Regions from separate parts of the Sus scrofa genome. Here regions 1 and 2 are each linked to region 3. The links are chromatin contacts, called in public Hi-C maps. All regions are on one chromosome and are shown on one strand. The core of a region is the stretch at or near the end of the contact, and the rest is flanking DNA. Distances in the headings are between cores, read along the strand shown.

Region 1 (2,700 bases), core at 68-2,567, 42 kb before region 3:
AGGAACTCCTATAATAATTTTTAATAAGTTAAACATATCTAGTCCCTTAAATGAAGAACCTAGAAAAAAAGGGAGAAATAAGCATTAACAAAGATTGTGATGAAATGGTTTGTGTGAACCTAAAAAGGTAACTAAATAAATATAACAAAATCATATGGAAACCTATGATCACCTTTGCTCAATTCATCTATGTATCAGTGTTCCTTTGCTTGGAGGATCGCCTACCTACATACCACTCTGTATGTCTGTGTGTGTACTTCAGAAAATAAAACTTTTGTTTTGGTTTGGTTTTGGGTTTGTTGTTGTTGTTTGCTTTTTAGGGCTGTACCAAAAGCGTATGGAAGTTCCCACGCTAGGGGTCGAATCGGAGCTATAGCTGCCAGCCTACACAACAGCCACAGCAACGCTAGATCTGAGGCTTGTCTTTGAGCTATACCACATCTCACTGCAACAATGGACCCTTGACGCATTGAGCGAGGCCAGGGATTGAACCCATGTCCTCATGGATGCTAGTCAGATTTGTTTCTGCTGAGCCATGATGGGAACTCCCTAGAAAATAAAACATTTTTAAAATTACCAAAAAAAAAAAAAAAAAGATTTTAAAGAGATTTTTAAAAAGATAAAAAGGAGGTCAGGCATGGGGTGGGGAGAGATGGGGGGCCAGTGGGTTAGTGGCCAGCCCAAGATCACCCCGAAAGCTGCTATGTGCTTCAACCCAACCAGCCACAAAGCTTCTCTTAGAACAGGTCACAAGATGAGGAAAGACAACTGTGGGCTTCAAGAAAAAAACTCATGCTTTAGTGGGTGTTACGTGCTGTTCTCAACTCTGTTGCTTAACATCTGTTGCACTTTTTATACAAATCACATGCATTTCCTGGAATAATCCAGTTTTAAATATTTCATTCTTTGGTTCCTTAAACCATAACAATAACACAAAACTGCAAATATTCTCAGAGCCAGACTATATCTGAAGACTGATTTTTTCCCAAGGAGGAGGAAGACCAAAATCTTCCTCACAGTTCCAACTGGGGGTTTGCAGTAGAGTCCCTGTAATTTTCATTGTCGATAAACATTGCTGGCTAAATGAGAGGTGAACTCTAGAAGCAACAGATGTTCTAGGACCTCCCATTTCCACGGTTGGGCGTCCTGTGGGTGTCCCCGCTTAGGCTTGGATCTCCCAGTGCGGGCATCTGCTTCTAGGTTGACTCTGAAGAAGAGTGAATGCCCATGCGCCAAACATGAGGTCTTATTGCTTCACTTGAGGGCGTGGGAAGAGAATGAGGGAAAGCAGGATGAGAGGAGGAGTGACCTGATTTGCGATGGCCCAAGATTAGCCTATTGTGCAAGGTCTAGGGCAATAGCCACTCTCTTCGACCAGGCGCCGCCTGTATCCTGTATACCTGAAGTCGCAGCTGCAGTTCCCTACAATGGAGCTTTGGAATCTAAGCTCTGCATTGTTCCAGGCTTACCAGGAAAGGCTATTTATCTTGTATTTGAGCCAAATGTGTGAGTCTCTACAGGACGGTTGGCTCCCCAACCACTTCTAGGGCTACCTGTATTAACAATATATTTGCCTCAAAAACCACGAACCCCCTAGAAACTGTTCATTCACAAAAGTAAGAAAAGGAGAAGCGAGAGGGTGGTAAATTAGGTCAGAGGCGAGGAAAAGACCAAACAGGGGAGCTTGGAGTCTGTAACTGAGCTGTGGCAAGCATTAGATATGCAGTGAGATTACTGAAAGCCCTAGATTATGTTCCAAGATCGAAACAGAATGTCAAGTCCTCCATAACTTCTTAAGACATCTAGTGTCTCAGAAAAGAGCTGTGCAACGTCATTCTTCTTGCCACCGTAGATGTGAAACCATGTTTTTTAAATGATCAGCAACTTATTCCTTTGGGTTGAATTAGAGAACGAATTTATAGTCACCAAGTGAGGATCCAGTGTATGTTACTGTCTGTAGGCACCTTCCGCGTGAAGACAAGTGTTTCACAATCTAATGATTTGGGGGTTTTTTTTGGCAGCGCCCAGGCCAGGAATGGAACCTGAGCCACAACAGTGACAACAGATCCTTAACTGCTAGGCCACCAGGGAATTCCCACAATCTGCGTTTTATTAATTATATCACTATACAGCTTGAGGTCATCGATGAAAATCAATTTTTACCATATAACCAATCATGTAGAGCTACCAAACTGGTAGTTATCCTAAAACTTTGGCCATCATTTTTCTTGTTCCAGTGACTCTCTACCTCCTTCAGAACCTTACCTAACCCATCAACCCTAATCTCGTATAGTCAGGAAAGCCCTGAATACATATATATATTTTTAAATTTTTGGGGGGGCCGCACCCGAGACGTATGGAGGTTCCCAGGCTAGGGGTCTAATCGGAGCTGTAGAGGCCAGCCTACGCCACAGCCACAGCCACATGGGATCTGAGCCGTGTCTCCAACCTACACCACAGCTCACAGCAACGCCAGATCCTTATCCACTGAGTGAGGCCAGGGATGGAACCTGCGTCTTCATGGATGTTAGTTGGGTTCATTAATTGCTGAGCCACGACGGGAGCTCCAAGACTACATATCTTGTGCCTACCCAAGGTGGAAAAAGTGTATTAAACACATTACATCAGTCACGGAAGTGGGTCTTGCACATTTAATAAAAGAGCTTGTATGCGTGTGTATGTGTGTGCCTGTCTCTCTTT
Region 2 (2,700 bases), core at 200-2,699, 62 kb after region 3:
AGTTCTGCCCAGGTTTGGTTATATTTTGTCCCCATATATGTCACATAATTAGCAATTCTATGACTTTTCATGCCCTGCCCACCCCCCCACCCCCGCCCCAATCATGTATCAGCCAACATGTGCCCGCCCCCATTCCCCAAGGAGATCCTGCCAAGGTTACAGGCAGACGGCAACACAAAATGCCTTTAAGAACCTTCCCACTTAATCTGAGACCCTCTTGGCAGCTGGACAAATTCCTGCCCGGCAGGAGGATGAAGGGGAGACTTGAAACCCAGCTTTCTACTCTGGGTATCCTTGAAACCCCGAAGAAAAGGGAAAAGAAAGCATAAAGAGGAGTTCTCCTTGTGGCGCTGGCTTGGCGCGTTACAAACCTGACTCGTATCCATGAGGATGTGGGTTTGATCCCTGGCCTCCCTCAGTGGGTTAAGGATCCCGTGTTGCTGTGGCTGTGCTGTAGGCCGGCAGCTGCAGCTCCGAGTCGACCCCTAGCCTAGGAACTTCCATATGCCGCGGGTGCAGCCCTAAATAAATAAATAAAATTTTAAAAAGAAAGCATAAAGAGGAGACGGATATCAATGCCTCCTATTGAGCGGGGCTCAGCAGCAGTGCCCAGGAGGGATGGCTAGCAATGACCCTGTTCCATCTCTCCTCTTCCCAACCTGAGCTCTGGAACCCATTCTGCTTCTGTTAAGCAATCCTGTCCTGACCACGTCCCCGGGGCTATTGGGCTTCCTCGAAGCTTCTGTAGAAAGTGACCAGATGAAGAAGAAATTGAGGCCATGGCCCAAAGGGAAACTGTATTCAAGGAAGCAGCAGTGGCTTCTGACAGGGGGGTGGAGGAAAAGGCCGAAGAGACAGTTTCCCAGGAGGAAAAGGTAGCTCCGGGCTCAGGGTCAAGAGCTGCCCTTACCCAGGTCCTACCTGCACGATGTCCAGCACCATGCCGGCAGCCACAGTCCCAAAGCCTGCCAGGAGGAAGGGGAACAGCACTTGCAGCCCGATGGAAAAGGAGGTCTCCTTGAGCGGGGAGGGTGGCGCAGGGCCACGGTCTGTGCTGACATCGTCACTTTCATTGCTCTGGCTCCCGTTCTCCAGCAGGGCATCCTCCTCCCGAACCCCCTTGGCGTTGGCCCGAGACTCAATCACCACCACCTCTACCCCAGCCCCGTCAGGCCCCAGGAACTCTGAGGTCCCGGCCATGGGCTCTCGCCCGGGGCCATCTGAAGAGCAGGGTGAGGCCGTAGGGCCAGTCCCGTTCAGCTGGTGGGTGTCCTTCGGCTCCGGCTTCGAGGACATGACGGGAAGGGAGGAGGAGAAGGGAGAACTTTCCTCTTTCTCTTTTTGCTTTCTCTCCCTTTCTAACTTGGGAAAGAACTTAGTCTTGGGGTGATCCCAGGCTTGGCCACCGCGGGACCTCTTCCCACGGCTCCCCGCTCCTAAGAGGCGCTGCAAAATCTGATCCACCAACAGACAGCCCCATCAAGCACCGAAGCCGCAAACGGGAGGGAAGCAAGAAAGTCCTCCCCAGACTGCAGCCGGGTCACTAGGGATGCGGATGCCTGACCCAGCCAGCCGGCGCCGTGCTTGGGGGAAACTCCTCCTGCCTCCTAACTTCTTTGGTTCTTAGCACAGGCTCCTCAGAGCAGGGGGCATCCAGAGCAGAAGAGGCCAGTCAAGTCTGGGGTGCCCTCTTAGGTGGCTCTTCTTTCATGAAAAGTAGCTTGAGTTCAGATCTTTCAAAAGGCAGCCTCGGCCCTGGGCTTCGGCTCCTTCCCCCGCCTCTCAACTGGGCTCCGTCAGCTTCCCACAGCTCCTCAGGCTCTGCGGGTCCCAAGGCAGTACCTGCCGTCTTTCTCCTTTTTCCCAGAAATGTTCTTTCTTCCTGGGAAGATCCTGCACCTTCCCAAATCCCTGGTCCTTAAAAGTCACAAGAATCTGTATGGAACACCTTATATGGGAAGAGAGAAGACAAGAGAAAAAGAGAATGTTACCATATAGCAGAGGACAGCTCCTACTGGGAGAATTCTCCCACAAGGCAGTTTGCAATCTGCTTTCCTTTTTTTCACTAAAATCATCTGTTTCTGCCCTTTGACATCTGGACGCTGGACAAGGCTTCCCAAGAGGCAACCCACTGCCCCACAGGGATCACCAGCTTGAGATGTGGTCAAGCCTGGGATTGGAAGATGCAGCACAAGAGACCTTGGCATTGCCTTCTCAGCAATGGGGGACTGGCAAAGATATCCTGGGGGAGACCTCCCCCCACTCTTTTATCTTATAGAAGCACCTGTGGCATACGGAAGTACCCAGGCTAGGGGTCAAATTGGAGCTGTAGCTCCCAGCCTACACCACAGCCACGGGAAAAGCCAGGTCCTTAACCCACTGAGTGAAGTCGAACCCACATCCTCACGGACACTATGTCGGGTTCTTAACCCGCTGAGCCGCCACGGGAACGCTGAGAGCCCTTCTTAAAGGACCATTAAGAACCCAAGATTAATGGTGTGGTGTCCCAGTGGGGTCAGTTACAAAATCGGTCACAAACTCCCTGCCACCTAGCCACCCCACTGTAGCAACTGATTTACGGTCACAAGAGAGTCACATAGGGCAAACAAGCAGGGAGAATGTGATTACTGAGTGACAATCCCCAGACCCTCCAAAGCCCCAGCCCCTGGGGGGGGGTAAAAAACAAACAAATGGGAGGAC
Region 3 (2,700 bases), core at 57-2,556:
AGATTGGACTAAGCCACACCCCTCCATAAATGGCACATTCCATACAACAGCCAGGAGTAGACGGCAAAGGGCGATTCCACCGTCCGCTGGGGGAACAACAAACTTGTTGAAATTCTCAGAATAAAGTCTAACGATTAACCGAAATCTAGCCCCTTTATCATTAAAGTTATCCGGGATAAAGATTAGGTTACAAAAACATCCGAGACGTGTAGACTGCTAAGAGGAGAGAAAGAGGTAGCGGGAAGGAGAACCACCCGGGATTTGGGTCGAGCAGTTAACCCGCACCTCCCTGAGTAGGGGACATTTCCCCGAGGAAGGACATTCCTAGCCGGAGAGAAAAGCGAACTCGGGGTGTGGGGGAAGGGAGTTAACCCACTCAAAACTCCGACTTGGGCGAGAGGCTGCAGTCATTTTCCAGGGCCTAGTCCGGAACTCTCACTTTGGCTGGAGGGGAAAAGAACGGGTCCCGCCCACGCTCGGCCCGATCCGGGAGGCGGGGCCCTGCTGCGACCCTGGAGGACGGAGGCGGGGCCCGGCAGCAGGGTCGCCCCTCCCCCTTTGGATGGAACAACCCCCCCCTCCGCTGGAGAAAGAGGGCTGAGTTCCCCCCGCCCCACGCAAGCCGAGGGGGGAAGGGGGTAAACCACTGGAGATAGAGGGCAGTCTTCCGCCACCCCCCTCAATTATGGGGGTGGGGGCCGAGACTGAGTCCGCTAGTCCCCCACCCCCGCCGGCTCCAAGGGGCCGGCCCGGAGGAGGTGGGGCCTGGGTGGGGGCACTGACTTCACACCCCTCCCCCTCCGGCCGCTGGCGGTTCAGGGAACACCCCGCCCGCTCCAGTGCGGCGAGTGGGGGAGGCAGCAGAGCAGCCCCGAGCCCTGCAGCAGCGCGGGGCGGGGAGAAGCGCGCGCAGAAGCGCGCGGCCGCCACCCCCACGCAGACCCGCGCGCCAGCAAGGCCCCCCACGCTCAAGGGCGCGCGCGGGCCCCGAAAGGGAGGAGGCCGCGCGTGGCACAAGAGAAGGCCGACTCTAGGCTTCTGTCCCCCACTCCTTTACCACTCACCCCAACCCCCTCCAACCCGTTCCAGGCCTCGGACTCCGCACTGACCTGACAGGCCGAGACATGTTCGCTGTCGAAACAGGACCGAGTCGAGAAGCCAAAGACCAGGACCCCCCCCACCCCGCGCGCTCGGCGCCCCACCCCCCCCAACTTCGGCCGATAGGGCCGCTGCCGCCGAACCCCGAGCTGCTGGCTTCTCAAACTCCGCCGCTCCTAGGTTCAGGGCCCCTTAATCTGACGAGCCCCCCGCTCCCCCGTCTCTTCAAAATGGATGAATCAAACCAGCCGAAAATGCGCCAAAGCCGCGGTACAGCCAAACCCACTAGGGCCTGTGGGCTCCGCCCCAACAGGACCGGTCATTGGTGGCCTCTGCCAGATGCGCCGAGCTCATTAGTCCGTTTGAATCATCACGTATCTCAGGCCCCGCCCCCTCCGTGAGATCCTGTTAGTCAAGATGCTCTGAGAGCGCAAGGCCGCAAAACAAAAATGGTCGCTGCTCGGCCCGCCCCCTGGTTTCCACTCCTGCGTTGCAGATTCGTCTTGGGTCGCATCTTGGGACGACTAGGAAAAAAGATTTACGAAAGATTCAGTGTCTTTTAGTGTTAGTTTAATGATGTATCATTTCACCTGGCTTGATCATCTAGAAACTCCACTAATAGCAAAATCTGTGGGATAAGCAGCTGATTCGTCAGGAAGGTACTGCTTCTGAATTGGAGGGAAATTCCATAGGTTCAAAAATTTTGACCTTAAATCCACAAACCCCTTCTCCGTGCTTCAACATTAGCCCTCAAGACCCCAACCGCTGCTAGACCAGAGAGGCAGGCTCATAATCAAGGAATAACTTCACGACAAATTTCCATTCTCTGTTCTGCCCCTAGAGATCACTTTGAGGTCTTTAAAATCCCAGTCATGAGCATCATTTTGGGGGACCAAATGATTAGGAGCATGAGCTCTGGACCAGAAGGTGTTTCAGACTGAACCTCAGGTCCACCACTGAATAGTTGCATAACTTTACTTCTCTGGGCCTCAGTTTTCTGATGTGTAAAATGGGGAACAATAGTACTTAACTCACAGAATTATTAGGATTAAATGAGTTGACTTTAATCAGTCAACTTTAGGACAGTCTCTGGAACACAGTAAGCGCAACATAAGTATTTGTTAAATTCAATCCCTTATCCCTGGATGGTGGGGGGGAGCAGCTGGCTCAAGACACAAGTGAAATAGCTGAGGGTAACTCAGATTATTAGATTTAAATCTGTGAACATTAGTTAGATGCATAAAACTCAGAGGTGGAGCTCAGGATCCCTATATGAATGGCCAGTGTGTACCCCACCATTGTAAAATAGACTTCAATCCCTGTCACAGGGAGTCTGTTAATAACCAACTGAAGATACACTCCATAAACAAACAAACAAACCCACCACTATCACCGCCTGAAAGTTTCCCCTTGTAAAATCTGGCTTCCCTAAGGGAAGAGAATGGCAGTCCACCAAGCAAAGCATTAAACAAGTCGTATTTCCTCTTCCATGTCACTCCACCTTTTCTCTGCTGAAAGTTGGTGGTGGTAGTTTAAATTAAAAAATAAAAATGGGGGGAGTTCCCATTGTGGCACAGCGGAAATGAATCTGACTAGGAACCA

Evidence for each region. Hi-C and Micro-C count contacts between places; a contact is called where the count stands out from the background.
Region 1: a contact with region 3 is called in a Hi-C map of liver, with 1.9 times the contacts expected there. The contact joins the enhancer-like site here to the promoter of NUCKS1 in region 3. A contact is called at or near these places in 1 of 5 promoter capture datasets (liver), 5 of 47 Hi-C or Micro-C datasets (blood, epiblast stem cells, fetal skeletal muscle and 1 more) and 1 of 2 datasets of contacts at active chromatin or transcription factors (alveolar macrophages).
Region 2: a contact with region 3 is called in a Hi-C map of skeletal muscle, with 5 times the contacts expected there. The contact joins the promoter of SLC41A1 here to the promoter of NUCKS1 in region 3. A contact is called at or near these places in 5 of 47 Hi-C or Micro-C datasets (embryonic fibroblasts, fetal liver, heart right ventricle and 2 more) and 2 of 2 datasets of contacts at active chromatin or transcription factors (alveolar macrophages and skeletal muscle).

Annotation. Positions count from the first base shown.
Region 1 is chr9:66,392,659-66,395,358 of Sscrofa11.1, forward strand. No RefSeq gene overlaps it. Among named protein-coding and RNA genes, the nearest start is that of SLC45A3, 28 kb to the left of the region's middle. Within about 2 kb of position 1,318, at least 18 of the 83 cell types and tissues checked have an H3K27ac peak or open chromatin away from gene starts, as enhancers often do. A contact at or near this core is called in alveolar macrophages and liver, where this site is marked.
Region 2 is chr9:66,495,594-66,498,293 of Sscrofa11.1, forward strand. SLC41A1 (solute carrier family 41 member 1) reads right to left here and starts at 1,450. Exons shown (of 10, transcript NM_001243667.1): 1 at 922-1,450. The coding sequence starts at 1,296.
Region 3 is chr9:66,434,184-66,436,883 of Sscrofa11.1, forward strand. It overlaps NUCKS1 (nuclear casein kinase and cyclin dependent kinase substrate 1), which reads right to left and starts at 1,307. Exons shown (of 7, transcript NM_001244237.1): 1 at 1,110-1,307. The coding sequence starts at 1,126.